Linked DNA regions of Gasterosteus aculeatus: region 1 is linked to region 2. The links are chromatin contacts, called in public Hi-C maps. All regions are on one chromosome and are shown on one strand. The core of a region is the stretch at or near the end of the contact, and the rest is flanking DNA. Distances in the headings are between cores, read along the strand shown. Region 1 has its middle 13 kb from the start of LOC120828661. Region 2 overlaps LOC144404486 (a long non-coding RNA gene).

Region 1 (2,700 bases), core at 199-2,698, 57 kb after region 2:
CATCACTGGAAACTCCATCAGTGGCTGAGTCACTCCGCTGAGCTTGACTGAGAAGTTAAAAAGCGGGCCGTGCACTTAGTCCTCAAATTTTTGTGTGCTTTCTAATTTTGATTGATCTTTACATCTTTGTCCCAGTGACCAAATATGGCACCATCGGAATTTAACACAGTCCACACACTGAGGAGACAGATGCTGCTCTGGATTGTATTGTTCATCCACTTAAAGCTTGACAACAGTTGTCATGCTCTCACATTGGTTACAACAACTGTGATTTGTAACATATCATATTGTTATCTCCTGAGGGTGCATTTAATTAATGAATCAACAACTCCAGAAAATAAATATAAAGCTTGTTGTTTTTAGTCATTTCAAAAATCCCATATGCAGGTTAGGAGAATATTATGGGACGATATTGCTTTATAGACTCTGAGTCTAATGAGTAATGTAAGTGAAGGCTTAAAATGTAAGTAGGTGTGAGGTTTTGGTTTCATTTTTATTCCCTTGTTGCACGAGAGTCCAGGTTCAATGTGTTTCTTCATAAAAGCATTGGAAGTTACAATTTTCTTATTCTTATCAACGAACACTAATTACAGAAGACAATAAATCAATATCCACAGAAAGCTGAAGCATTCATTTTCAACCATGAAACAAAGATCACCGTCTTAATTTGTGTTGAAAATATAATCTATTTGACCAATTAGATTCAGAAAGAGAGAAAAAATGCATCTTATAAAAAAAGACAGGTTTGTTATTTCATAAGGTGAATATATGTATGCACAGATTTCCCAACAGCATGCGATCAATTAAACTTTGACACTCTCAACTCTCTCATCTTATCTGGTTTCCAACATACTGAACACACGTTCATACATCAATCAACTGTCACGTTGTTTCGTAGGTTACCTTAGTCCCCTGATGAAAATGTTTTCTCTTATGATCTACATGACGTGGAAAAAACTCCAACTGTCTCTGCTCGCACACTGATCAAGGCCAATGGACATCTCACTTTCCTCCCTGCACACCACAACAAGACATGAACGCTGTTATGTTTCTGTGGACAGAGACAAATCATGCTGCATGTTAGAAATAGAGAGACACTTTCATTATGACATTTACTGACAGTAAATGAGAATGTGCACACACATGCATTCCCTTCCAACGGTGGCTGCTGTGAAACAAAGGGGGCAAAGGACAGTACGTGCACAAATCAGGTTGCGTACGTGCCGACCTGCCCCTGTCTGTATGTGCAAGTGTGTGCATGTGACTTTTAGCCCCGGTGTGACTACAAAAGTGTACGTATTTGTGACCGCACTGCAGTGAACATGCCCGCCACAAAGGATGAAATGAGAGAGATTTTGAGAACAAAAAGAGAGGCAAGGCGTCAGTGGTGCAGCAGAGTGCCGTCCGTACAAATGTGGGTATGAAAAGACACGTTTAGAAATATACACACACAGGAGGCTGACACAAAGCCGCACACCAACAGGTTTCACTTCTGCCTGGTGTGGCACTCTTGAAACACCACTGCTCCGAGGTTAAGGTTCATTTTGAGGTCAGGACACACACACACACACACACACACACACACACACACGCACACACTCCGAAAAACTTCTAATGATTTCTAAACCATGTAAAGAAATTATACAATAAGAGGTTACACAAGGTAGCACAAATAGCATTATACTAATACTGTACCCTAATACTCATGTGCATGTGTCATTACAAGTACGCACATGGAGTGAGGCACATGAGAACGTGTGTTGACATTTCACAGTTAAACTGAGATGGGGAACTTGACCCTGGGAAATGTGCAAAAGCATTGTTGTGCCGTATTTACATGGTTGCTATGTCAGAATATAAAAAAAACAACAACATGGTGCTTATCAGTAATCTGCAAGATCTAGTTATGGAAATCAATTCATTCAAAAAAGCAGTAGAGCGTGTGACTTATGCTGCAGCTCAGAATTGTCTTTTACCAGTATGATGCATTTAAGTGTGTGTGCTTCTGTTTGTGTTCAGCGCATGTGACAGGCTAAGTGTGTGCGTGTGTGTGCCGGAGTGTCGGCAGGGGTGAGAGCAGCGCTGGTTGTGGTTGCCGGCGTCGGAGGAGTGGGCGAGCCTTTCTCATGGCCTCCGAGCCCTCTCTGGTCCAAGTTCTTGTCTTGTGATTGGTTCACTGCGACACACTGTCACCGAGAGCAGACACAGCACACACACACACACACACACACACACACACTACCACAGAGAGAGAGAGAGAGAGAGAGAGAGAGAGAGAGATGAAGATTAGGTAGTCAGACAGGCTGACACAAACGCAAGAGGACAAAGAAAGCTGTAAATCTGTTAAGACAGCGCAGGTGTAAATGAAGGTGACACTGAATGTCAAAGGGTCAACATGTCAATCAACGTCCCAGTTAACTAACAGCAAGGCAGCCGGTGCTGCCAACGCCACCAGAGGCCTTTCTCTCTGTCAAAGGAGCAGTCCGCCCTCTGCTGACCGCATTCTTTAACTACATTTGCAATGTGCAGCCTTATGTTGAATGAGAGGGTCTGTGTTCATGCACTCGCTGTAAGCAGAAGTCACCAACACAGGAAGGACTCTTTATCTCTGATATCAAAGTCTTGCAGGGAACCAGTTGCTTGACAAGGCTGCTTGGCCCAAACTATTTTAATGCCACAAAAACAAAAAAGAAACACACA
Region 2 (2,778 bases), core at 170-2,669:
AGGTAAAGACAAAGGCAGCCATAGAAATGTGCTTGAATTCTTTACGGTCCTGATAAACAGCTCTGTAGAAATAGGTGTTTTTACAGGGTTTTTTCTGGAGATATGTCTAGGTGCAATACGTCAACACTGCTTGTATCCACCCATAACGTGTTAAAGTACGACCACATAGCTTGTGAAATCTGCTAAAAAACAATCTTCCCTTAATTTAAATTAAGAAGCAAGATGATGGTTTGGCCCACTTTGGAAAGGTGTAACAAGCTGGCAACAGAAATGTTTACATCCAGCCAATATGGAGCATTATCATTTGTTTGGACATCGTGTCTTTGTCCAACAACCTGCTTGCTTTGTGGTGTTGGACAAATAGATGCCAGTTCGGAGGCCATCTGTGTGTCGTTAGAGTTTTTCTACCTGGAAAACTAAAAATAATTAGCTATTTGATGTTAAAATGATATGTAGCACTGAGGAAAAGTGAATTAAATTGGTTTAAGCAATGGTCAATGCAATGTAATCTTGCTCAATTCAGTATACTGTTAGTTTTGCGGCTACAGCTTTACTTGATCTGGTGTGATCAGCAGCTAATAACAGCTAATGGAAGGTAACATTAGCTAACGAAAGAGATATCACTGAATATAACTTTATAATTATGGACGTTCTTTGGGAACAACTCAATGCATCATTATTGGATCATTGCTATTTTGGACGCAGCCACAGTTTAAAGTGTAGAGACACTCACTTTATCCTCTTTGGTAAAAACTTAAAAGTCATGTGAATAGTATGTGAGGGTCGGTTCAATAGTTCAATTAGATGGTGATTAGAGTGATTAGGAGGATTGTGACAGCGCCGGGTGGTTTGGGGTGTCACAAAGATGATATAAGACTTCACGAGAAGTGTGACAAGCGGCAGGTGATTCAAGAGAAGCGTACCAGAAGGAAGTATTGCTTCAGTTTCTGAAGGGGCACGGGTGACAAACTGGGTGTGTATTGCGGGCAATGTGTGTGTTTGTGTGCCTCTGCCAGTGCAATTTCCTGCCTTCAGATTGACTAACAAGCGGGCACCTGCCTTGACAATTCCGCCCATCCTGTTCCTCTCAGTTCACACAATGTTTATAATCTATCTACCACTGCACAGCAGGCCAGACCAACACTAATACAATTTTGAGGAAATACACACAAGAGTGTAAAAACTGCCCAGGCTTTTGCGTCAAAACACCAATAAACTGAGCTTGAGTGTGAGCTAAACTTCCCAGAAATTGGTGTTTCTTACCCCCATGATGACAATAGAAGCTGGTGTGAGAGGTTCCTGAATTTGCCATTTGCTGGAAGCAACAAGGACAAGCGCACACAGTAAACCAAGACTTCACACTGTAACGTTTGCACATCCAGCACAGAGGAGTGCCGCGGCCAGGCAGGCCTGGACAAACCCGCGTGTCCTCGGGGGAAGAGAGGCTGGCGGCCAGCCTGGCTGAGTGACACACATACGCACTCATATTAATACCGACAGCCCAAACATTAGAAGTAATAATGAGATCTTTATCATTCAGGGGGAAGGAGGAAGCCTTTATACTGTAAGCCTGGAGGGGAAATAGTTGAACAACTAATGAGCTGGCATGCTAACCAATTGCAGTTCGGAGGGTCAGAGAGTTACTGTCAGATACACACATAGGCTCTGTGTGTTAGGTTGGCGTTAGTTGTGTAACCTTTATTGTGAATGACTTCATGTGAAAGCATTGGCGGCGAACGTGTTCTGAGTGTGACACAAAGTGTGAAGGTGAGACCGCCGGATCTGTTGCGGTAACTTCGACTTTATTGTGTTTGGTGACGCACTCTCAAGGCAAAGAAGGAACCTGGGCACAGTGTGTGTTTGTGTACCGTACGTGTGTGTGTGTGTGTGTGTGTGTGTGTGTGTGTGTGTGTTTCAGAACAGAGAAAGTCACTGACCTGTGAAAAACCAGGTGTCCATTACCTCCTTAGCGTGGAGTTACACACTTAAAAGCAGTCCATTAGCATTCTGTTCAGTTTGACAAGGGTAATAAATGACCAAGTGCTTCATCATTTTCACTTTGTGTGAGTGTGTGTGTATAAATGTGTGTTTAAGCACAATGGAGGGGTGTAGACCAACACTTGCAAAGGTGCGGTTTTGGTGCATCTTTTCCTGTTACTAAGCACCTGCCTGTGAGAATTTGTTCATTTATGTGTAAGCATTTAATCAAATCAAATGTTTATTTTTTTACTAATCAAATACAGATATACAGAAAACAAGCAACACATATGAGGAAGCTGTAGCTCGAGTGGTAGAGAATTGCGATCACCAATATTGCCAAGTTGGTGGTTTCATCCCTGGCTCCTCCTGTCAACAGATTGGTCAAACATCCTTAAACAAGGAGCAAATTGCTCCCCATGTGGGTGCAGAAAAGTAAGTTGCTTGGGAAAAAAAACGGAAAAGCATTTGTTTCCCACGTACGCTGACTGCATCGCGCTGAGTAAACTCTGTGAAAAGTACGGTGAGAGTATGTTGTAAAGGCACATGTGGCACAGAGAGGTTAGCTGGTCTGTTTTGGGAAACTCAGGAGACAACTTGTGTGTGTCATCCAGCTCTATAGATTAGAGCCCCATTAGCCTCTGTGGCCGGTCTGTTGTTTAGATTGAGTGTAAACACAGAGAGAGGGATGGTACCACGTCCTCTGTCTCCATCTTCAACCTCCCGACAACACACGCAAAAACACACACTTACACACATGCAGACACAAAAACATGTCTGGAAAGGGATGCATCAACATGC

The links. Hi-C and Micro-C count contacts between places; a contact is called where the count stands out from the background.
Region 1: a contact with region 2 is called in a Hi-C map of skeletal muscle, with 2.4 times the contacts expected there. The contact joins two enhancer-like sites.

What each region holds. Positions count from the first base shown.
Region 1 is chr1:12,633,748-12,636,447 of fGasAcu3.hap1.1, forward strand. No RefSeq gene overlaps it. Among protein-coding and RNA genes, the nearest start is that of LOC120828661, 13 kb to the right of the region's middle. Within about 2 kb of position 1,449, at least 5 of the 9 cell types and tissues checked have open chromatin away from gene starts, as enhancers often do.
Region 2 is chr1:12,576,657-12,579,434 of fGasAcu3.hap1.1, forward strand. The region is part of intron 1 of LOC144404486 (a long non-coding RNA gene); the gene reads right to left. Among protein-coding and RNA genes, the nearest start is that of LOC144404486, 12 kb to the right of the region's middle. Within about 2 kb of position 1,420, at least 2 of the 9 cell types and tissues checked have open chromatin away from gene starts, as enhancers often do.